Linked DNA regions of Mus musculus: region 2 is linked to region 1. Evidence: chromatin contacts called from public promoter capture Hi-C data. All regions are on one chromosome and are shown on one strand. Each heading gives the region's core, a stretch centred on a gene start, on an enhancer-like site or on the middle of the called end of the contact. The rest is flanking DNA. Distances are from core to core; before and after follow the strand shown.

The links. Promoter capture Hi-C pulls out the DNA fragments that hold promoters and counts their contacts.
Region 2: a promoter capture Hi-C map of hippocampal neurons shows a contact between it and region 1, with 2.5 times the contacts expected there. The contact joins the enhancer-like site here to the promoter of Zscan20 in region 1. A contact is called at or near these places in 4 of 39 promoter capture datasets (the HPC-7 cell line, embryonic stem cells, hippocampal neurons and 1 more) and 2 of 115 datasets of contacts at active chromatin or transcription factors (T-cell acute lymphoblastic leukemia and embryonic hindbrain).

What each region holds. Positions count from the first base shown.
Region 1 is chr4:128,607,665-128,612,335 of GRCm38.p6, reverse strand. Zscan20 (zinc finger and SCAN domains 20) reads left to right here and starts at 2,238. Exons shown (of 8, transcript NM_177758.4): 1 at 2,238-2,342.
Region 2 is chr4:129,143,137-129,147,877 of GRCm38.p6, reverse strand. Fndc5 (fibronectin type III domain containing 5) reads right to left here. Exons shown (of 6, transcript NM_027402.4): 6 at 3,285-4,741. Among named protein-coding and RNA genes, the nearest start is that of Fndc5, 8.5 kb to the right of the region's middle. Within about 2 kb of position 3,432, at least 78 of the 459 cell types and tissues checked have an H3K27ac peak or open chromatin away from gene starts, as enhancers often do. A contact at or near this core is called in T-cell acute lymphoblastic leukemia and hippocampal neurons, where this site is marked.

The DNA of each region.
Region 1 (4,671 bases), core at 989-3,488:
TTAGTTTGGGATTTCCATTGCTATAAAGAGACACCATACACCAAGGCAACTTTTATAAAGGACAACCTTTAATTGGGGCTGGCTTACAGGTTCAGAGGTTCAGTCCATTATCATCATGTCTGGAAGCATGGCAGCATCCAGGCAGGCATGGCGCTGGAGGAGCTGAGAATTCTTTTTTTTTTAAAAGATTTATTTTATTAATATATGTAAGTACACTGTAGCTGTCTTCAGACACTCCAGGAGAGGGCGTCAGATCTTGTTGTGGATGGTTGTGAGCCACCATGTGGTTGCTGGGATTTGAACTCTGGACCTTTGGAGGAGCAGTCAGGTGCTCTTACCCACTGAGCCATCTCACCAGCCCGGAGCTGAGAATTCTACACCTTGTTCTGAAGGCAAACAGAAGACTCTTTCCAGGCAGCTAGGAAGAGCGTCTTAAAGCCCACCCCCACAGTGACACACTTCCTCCAACAAGGCCACACCTCCTCATAGTGCCACTCCCTGGGCCAAGGATATTCAAGTCACCACAGGGAGGTAGCACAATTGATAAGGTACCTGCCACATGTTCAATAAGGGTCTCAGTTCAGGTCCTCAGCATTCATATAAAAGCCAGGAGTGTCAGTGCCATAGGTAACGCCTGTACTGGCAAGTGGGATGGGGAGGCAGAGACAGGCAGATTCCCAGAGCTCATGGGTTAGCTAACCTAGCTGGATCCTTCAGTTCAGTAAGAGACCCTCACTCTAGTAATCAGGGTGGAGAATGCTCCAAAAAGGGCATTCATTTTGACCTCAGGCCTCCACAGGCACATGCACCTGCATGCACAGTGCATCTATCCACACAAACATGTTTACAAAAGAGGCGTTTGGAGTTTGCTGGAGGCTTTGCAGCTAGGGAGTATCAAGGCATAGATCCCACATTGAAAGCAAGTGGCTGGACTCCATGTTTTACCTACATATTATCTTTAATCTCCCAGGAACCTACCCTGAGATGGAGGTTTTGTTCTGTCACCTAAATTTTACAGCTGAAAAAAAAAAAAGACAATCGTGATGGAGTTGTTTGTTTGTTCAAGGACATACAGATGGGATGTATGAATTGGGGTTTGAATCTATGGCTGACTGACTACAAGACCCACATTTCCAGCTTCCTATTAGATGGCTCATACCTCAAGAGTATTTACAGTGTTTATCATAGGGTTTCTATTGCTATGACAAAACGCAGTGACCAAAGCAACTTGGGGAAGAAAGGGTTTATTCGGCTTACACTTCCACGTTGTAATCTGTCACTGGAGGGAGCCAGGATAGGAACTCCCACAAAGCAGGAACCTGGAGGCAGGAGCTGATGCAGGGGCCATGGAGGAAACGCTGCTTACTGGCTTGCTCAGTCTGCTTTCTTACAGAACCCTAGACCACCGGCCCAGGGGTAGCCCCACCCACAATTGCCTGAGCCCTCCACTATCAATCATTACGAGAAAGTCCCGCAAGTTCTCCCATAGTCCCTCTTATGAAGGCATCTTCTTCACGGAATCTCTCTTTTCTCTGATGACTCAAGCTCGTGTCAAGTTCGCATGAAACTAGCCAGGACCGTGGAACAAAGCAACTAAGTATTACACTAAGATTATTCAGCTACAGGGATTAACGTGTTTCTGACACCCAGGGATTCAAACTCCGTAAGACTAATTTACATAAAAATGGCTAGTATCTGCTATCTATAGTTGGATCCTGGATCCGAATTAACAGTTCTAGGTTTATTGCCTCACTGATGCCTCACATAAACCTGTCACATGAATGCTATTATTCTTACTTCACAAGTGAAGAGGTGAGATATAGAACTCTGCCAAACCACTCAACTAAGTTGTGAATTTGTGAATTTGAAATTGTAGTTACAACAGACAAACTCTCTCTTGCCCAATAGATGGTCACTGTATTCACCCTCTTTCCTTTTTTTATTATTTTTCCCTACTCTCTCCAGCTCAACCCAGGGGGCCCCACGCTTCTTCAGTAGACCCCGACCCCACGCCCTTCTAATCTAGACTCCACCCAGTAGGCGGCACCGTCACCGCAGAACCAATGGAAGAGAATAGTATCGAGCTACACCCCCCCAGGCATTGGCCCTGCAAGATTTGTTCCGGTACCAGAGCGCCTGAGAAGATGAGGCACTCATTGGCTGACGTCATCTGAGAGGCGGCCGATAGAGGAGTGGCCACCGGTGCTCGCGCGTTGCCTTTTGGGAGTTGTGGTCTCAGAGATCGGGTTCCAGGGCTGGCGGCGCTGGGACTATGCGTCCCAGCATCCCCTGCAAGAGCCCGGGAGCACTTCCGGCCTGTTGAGAAGTGGGTGTCTCTGTGGGTGAGTCTGGGTGGCGGATGGGGTGCAGTTGAGAATCAGGCGCTGGGCTGGAGGCTTTGGAGGTGGTGGTACCCGCGGGGGAGGGGAGCTGGGAAGGTGAGAGGGGAAAGCAAGCATCGTGGCGTGTGTGTGTGTGTGTGTGTGTGTGTGTGTGTGTGTGTGTGTGTCGGGGCGGGAGTGCGGGCGGGCAGAGGCTGCAGCGTGTGGAGATGGGCAGGGTCACCGAGGGGTCGGGATGAAGAGTGAGTTGGAGAGGCGGGCAGTGAGACGGGTCTTACCGAGGTCTGTGGGTAAGGTGGTAGAGATGCGTTTTGGCTGTGAGGGGAAGTTACCTTAGGGTCTAGAAAAGCACAATCAAGGGAAGAGAGAACTCAAGGGCCCTGGCAAAGAAGTGAAGAGGCCCTGAGCGGAAAGTCTGACCTTAAAATAGTGCTTCATTCTCGACACCTGCGTTCATGTCATCTGTGACGGGACTGGCTATTGTGTTCAATCCCAAACCTGTACTTCTTTCCTCATAACTGATAGAAGTGAAAGGCATCTTTATCTACTGACCCGCCCACCCTCGACTGACCCGCCCACCCCTGCTGACCCGCCCACTGACCTACTTGTTTTACCAGCTGATTCCACCTGCGCCTGCATTCTTCTTCATCCACGCCGTTTGCTGTACACTGTTCGAGGCTTGCCATTTCTTTAGTATCTCTTAAAATGACCTCTGTCTTCCGGGAGCCTCTGCAGAAGTGTCCACATTTTCATTTCTCCAACTCGGAGAAACATTGCAGCTAGTGTGATCTGTTGAAACCCTCAACTGTATACCTTCCGTTTGTTCTCCAGCTTGGAATCCATCCCTGGCATGCAACACGTGTTGAATGGAATCTGATCTAGTAGATTCTTCATAATGCTCTTTGCAGCCCACTTTTCCCATACTGCACGCTCCGGGGCTGCCAAGGTGTTTCCCATTCTCCAGGTGGGCCATTTTGCTTCTCTACTATTTCATAGCCTGCCTCTCTGCTGTAACCTCCCTCCCCCATTCTCTCTGCGTTGTACTCAAGAACCAAATCAACAGTTCCTTAAGCAAATTGCCACCTCCAACTTCCCAGCTCCCAAATCACACTTTCTTTATGACATTGGATTAATATAATTATCTGTGACTTTTAAATTTATTAATTATCATTATTATTATTTGTCTCTTCCACTAGATAGCTTCATCAGGGCAGGCAGTGTCTGGATCATCTCCATTTTCTTTGGTCCAGCCCAGAACAGCAGACATCTAATGTAGATCCAGCAAATGAGTAAAGACTTGGTGAATGTGGGCTAAAGACTCTCAGGGGGAGCTTTGTTAGACCACGTTTGAAAATGGCTACGGACTTCCAGGGCTGTGAGCTTCAATCTTCTTCCTGACATCGATATCTGCTGGGAGCTGAGGTTGTTGGGGGCTTAAGGACAGTGTTGGCCAACACATAGGGATGCATACAGCGGCTTCCTTTACCTGAGGCCCGGCAGCCATTGCTAATTGATCACAACATATATCCATATGGAGCTCATTTCTCAGCAGACTCCTCTAGGTAGCTTCCCCCATGATGGAGGATGGTCGGCTAAGTGAGGCCTATCTGCCACCCCCAGTTCCAGTCCTTAGATGCGAGTCTCCCCTCTTACAGCCATAGATTGCATAGTTAGCCCAGTAGGACTGACAACCATTGGGAGCTCCCAGCTGCTTAGAGGATCCCAACCAATCTGGTCCTCTCTCTGGACCGAGGGAGCATCTTCTCTCCTCCTCTGTTGTCACAGGAGTGGGTGGAGGGGGGGGGGGAACTTAGCTCCGCATTCACATCCAGTACCCAGTTGCCAAGGCCCCGCTCAGCTTCCCTGTGGTAAAGTGGAACAACTTAAAAAAAAAAAGGTTTTTGTTTTTTTGTTTTTAAATTAAATGTGAGAATTTTATACAGTGAATTCTGGTGGCCCTGATTTTGATTGAGTACCCTTTCATCATTTGGGGACTCTGCACCCCTCCTAAGTCTTTCTGGGAACTGGAAGTGAAACCTTTGTGATTTATTTATTCAGACTTCTGTCTGGAATAATGCTGTAGGAAAGACACGCTGCTTCCATTCAGTGCCAAGAAAGGCTCACAAAAAGAAAAGCAGGCGGGGAGTAGCGGAGACATGAGGAGTAGCACCACAAGAGGAGACATAGTGGCAGCCCACGTGGGGTGAAGTCCCTCACGTGTCTGAAGCAATTCTGGCCGTTGCCAGCATGTGAACTCTAGAGGTCTGGTTTCTCTTGGAGAAGACTGAAGAACCGGGGACGTCCTGGGCTCGCCGTCCTCTTAGGGCTC
Region 2 (4,741 bases), core at 2,183-4,682, 530 kb before region 1:
TGCTCCCTGTTCTTTTGAGGGTAAATTACAGTGCTGGGGAAGGCGTTCCAGCAGTTAAGAAATGTTGCAATTGATTAGGATTTGCAGCTACATATGGTGCATGTCAGGAGCCTGACATTGGGAGAGCCTGAAATATCCCTGTGCAGAGGGCGGGGGAGACCAGGCAGCCGGTAGCGGGCGGGAGGGCAGTGCCTTGCATTCCTTCCCTTCCCATGGATCCATGGCCGGCCACTGTGTATGTTTAGGAAACCATGCGGTTCCAGGGCATTCTCCCTTTGGAAACAGGAGAAACCAGAATTAGTCATTTGAAATTGGTGGGTGTTCTTTTTTTTTTTTTTTTAAGATTTATTTATTTATTTACTATATGTAAGTACACTGTAGCTGTCTTCAGACACTGCAGAAGAGGGCGTCAGATTTCATTACGGATGGTTGTGAGCCACCATGTGGTTGCTGGGATTTGAACTCTGCACCTTCGGAAGAGCAGTCGGCGCTGAAGCAGTCGGCGCTCTTAACCACTGAGCCATCTCGCCAGCCCCTGGTGGGTGTTCTTTTTTTTTTTTTTTTTTTTTTTTTTTAAAGATTTATTTATTGATTATATGTAAGTACACTGTAGCTGTCTTCAGACACTCCAGAAGAGGGAATCAGATCTCGTTATGGATGGTTGTGAGCCACCATGTGGTTGCTGGGATTTGAACTCTGGACCTTCGGAAGAGCAGTCGGGTGCTCTTACCCACTGAGCCATCTCACCAGCCCCCTGGTGGGTGTTCTTAACCCAACTTCTCCGGAAATTGTTGCTCCAAGAACAACTGTCCGGTGTGAAGATTGGATGTATGTGGGTAGATGCTGGAGAGAGAACCTTCTTTAAACCCCTTTATGGACCTAAGCCTCCTCAGAGCAAGGATATAAGGACAGCAATAATAGATTGTCACCTACATTAGCCAGTGCTCTTAAAATCCCAGCTCCTGCTGAGAAAATAGTAGCAACATACTTGGACAGGCTCTCTGACCTGCTGATCTTTACATTTTGTGGGTATTTTGAGACAGGATCTCACTATGAAACCCAGACTGGCTTCAAACTTAAGTCCTGCCTCCGTCTCCTGAAAGGAAGGAGATTACAGACAAGTGTTACCATGCCAAGTTTTGTCTGGAGTGTGTGTGTGTGTGTGTGTGTGTGTGTGTGTGTGTGTGTGTGTGTGTGTGTGTTTTCTAGACAAAGCCATTCTTTACTCTAGGCAAAAGCTTGCACAGAAATGTGGTAAACACTTAGCTGTTTGATATGCTTGTCTCAGTGTGTGGTTTTCTTAACCCGTGTATATGTAATGTTCCTGTCAAGTGTAGAGGACCTTTTGGTAACTACTTCCTGTTTGTGTCAGGGTTAGTTTTTACCATATATATCAAAGGTTTCAGAGACCAGGATGAATCCTCTGAAATGATGGTGTCTCATTCATCTTGTTAGAGAGAAGTTGGTAGAAAAAGGAGAAATGGACCAGGCTCATTCTCTGAGAAGCCCATCTTGAGCTTTTATAGGACGAGAAACTAAGGTCCTCCTCTTATTCCCTAAATAATCCAAAGGTTTGGAGGGAGGGGGAGGGGACAAGGGGGAGGGAGAGAGGGAGAGAGAGAGAGAGAGAGAGAGAGAGAGAGAGAGAGAGAGAGAATATGTGTGTGTGGGTACACTGGGGGCACCTGTCGGGTAAATATTTCCATTTGTCACAGAGGCAACTGGTCGATGTTGGAATTCCTTAATAAGTAAGCACTTGCCTTGTCATTCCAACCCATTTATTCCTCCCTAACAGCTGAGACACGCCGTAGATGGGAAATCTGGCCTTTCCTAGCACTCAGCCAGAAATAGGAGGAATATGACCTTTGGCAATTCAGTGACAATCCTGAAATGTATCCCCAGGTTACTATCTGAGATGTCCTTAACTTATTAACTTCAGGTTATATTTTCAAGTTTGGTTTTGTTTTTTGTTTTGTTTTGTTTTGTTTTTAATCTGTGGACTGGCCCTGGGGGTGGACAGAATTCTGTTTATAGAAGCAATACTTAAAACAAAATTTAGTAAGTAAATAAAGTATGTCTGAAGCCTCATTCATGTTTCCAATACCTGGCAGCCTTATCTCTTCGGCTTCCACCGAGGTTTCTAGGGCAGCCTTTAGTTAGTATACTGGGTAGGTAGGCTCCGGAAATCTGCATGCAGTATTGGTAGAAAGGAAGGCTACTCCCCCCTCAGAGAAGTGACTACCCGAGGTGTCAGGGTCTCCTGCCTTTCTATCCAGCATTCTTCCTGCAAGCCTGCTGTGGTCTTGGTCTCAGAGCTGCCTGGACCTTTCCCAAATTGCAAAAATCATTGGAGTCACCTGAAAGGAACAGAGGGACCACTTCTTAAATAATAGCTGTAGTATTTGATGGCAAGTAACAGTTGATTCAGGAAGAGTGAGATCCTTACTACAGGAGAAAGGACAAACCTCTAAGCTAGAAGGATAGTTATTCCCTTCGGATCCATTACGGTGTACCACGGGCATGGAGAAACTGGAAACCTTGCTCAAATAGCAGGATCTCCAGACACCACTACCTACCTCTACCCAGGGCCTCTCCGCGTCTTAGTTGAAAGCAGACGGGCAGAGGGAGCCTCTCTGGGGTCTGGTTTGGCATTCTGTCTGTTCAGGGACTTCTGAGGACTTCCTCTCCCTCTGCTTTCAGACCCTGCACATCTGACATCCTCTCGCCTGGCTCTGGACGGGAGTGTTTAAGGTGCCCTATTTACTGGTCTGCTCATTGGCTAATGGTGTCATTCCTCTGCCTGCCTTTCAACCTGCTGTTGGAATCTTAATGATGTTCCTTTAACAGCCCAGAAGAACGCAGAGCGAATACCGAATGATTTCTGCAGAAAGCTGCTTCTGCAGTTCTTCACTCCATACCCCCACCCCAGATGAGAACCTCAGCCCTCTGGCAGGAATAAGCGCCCAGCCCTCTCCTGAGAGGAAAACCCTTTGTTTTAAGAAACTGAGCAGATGCTTGCATACCTATGTGGTGAGGCAGCCCAAGCTGGGCTTAGAGAGGAGCCTCAGAAAGACGATGGTGGAGCAGCTATTTTCTTCTCCTACACGTGCACCCCCATCTGTTCGAGAATTCCCTTCCAACTCCAGCTTGGCTGGCTGGCATGTCCCTAAGAAGCTGCAGGCCAAAATGGAAGAGGACTGATTCCCTCCTCCACACATCCTGACTTGCTGCCAATTGCCAGAAAAAGAGGGCAACGTTTGGGCATTTACCAAAAGACAAGGATGTGCCTTTTCATTTGTCTTTATTTTACATTTAAAAAGTGGTTATTGCTCTAACTGGATTGGAGGTAAGGACCTCCCTTAAGGAGCCTTGGCCTTGCAGCCCCGTTCAGCAGGGATGGAAGTCACGAGACAATGAGTGGAACCTCATTCCCTCCCAGGAGGAAGCCCTTAGTATTGCTGACATCTGCCCTTATCCGTCCCTCCTCTCCTGTGCTACCCGCAGTTGGAGCGAGCACAGTGGTGGCTGACCCAGCTTGGAGAGCTGTTAGAGACCCGAATGAAGGGGCAGTCATTGGGTGATGGCTTTCAGCTCTCTGACTTGGGCACCTGTGCTCAACATTCAGTACCACAGATATTTTACCAAGCACCTACTATGTGCTGGGAACAGCCACCCACACTCCCTTGGCCACCGATGGAAGATACAGAGTTCGTTCGCCTTTCCAGTGCAGGCGTCTGGCAGCCACTGTGCTTCAGTCTCCAAGAAGTCTGCTGCCACATCAAGCACCTTTTTTTTTTTAAACCAGTAAGGGGCAGAGGAGAGGAGGGGGAGGGAGGGAGAGAGGGAGCACACTAGCTGTCACTTTACACTGCAAGCTCTAGGGAAGTAGATGAGAGCCCTGGGTAACTTTCAGAGGACCCTGAATGAGATGGCAAGATAGTGACAGTGGCTGCTCTCTGCTCTCTGCCTGTCTGGTGTAAACGGCTTTCCAGTAGCTCGCTCAGCAGTTCTTTATGCTGTAGGATGTAGGTGTTTTCAGTTATCCAAGCTGACACTGCTGCCCCAGCCAAGGCACTTCCTTTAAACGCGGGCAGTACCTTCTTCCAGAGCTTCTTAAAACTCCACACAGATGATCTCACCACAAAGATCTATCTTTGTGCAAGCTAGATGCAAGCAGACATGGAGGCCTTGGCAGAGCGGTCTGCATTCTGGAGCAAAGCCCTCCAGTGGTGTTTTCCAAGAGTCCAAACAACTGGCATCATACACATTTGCAAAGGTGCACCTTGTACCACAGATGTCCTTAGTGGCTGAATCCAGAAAGTGTCTGACAGAGTCAGGACCCTTGAAAAGCTGGCAGCACTGCAGCCTCCCTGGTACCATTGGTCTGACAGACACAGTTCCAGATAGTCTTGGTAGCTGCTTTCTCCCAGAGCTTTGTGCATTTTCTCAAAGAGGAAGCCAGTCCAGGAGAAGTAAGGCAGGACTCTCCCATGTACTTGTGCCTTCTTCAGAATGGGGCGCAGTCTTTTAGCTTTGTGGCTTATTTGATTTTTTTTTTTTTTTTTTTTTTTTTTTTTTTGCAGAATTTGGGTTTGTAGTTCAACCTCCTCTGTCAGACTAAGGTAGGGAAAAGGAAAAACTGTGGCTAGCTGTGCCCCCACCGCTTCTACAGCTCTCACCCCGTGCCCAGGAAGGACACAGGGACTAGCGGAGGATGAAGCCCATCCCTTGCAGATGGGGG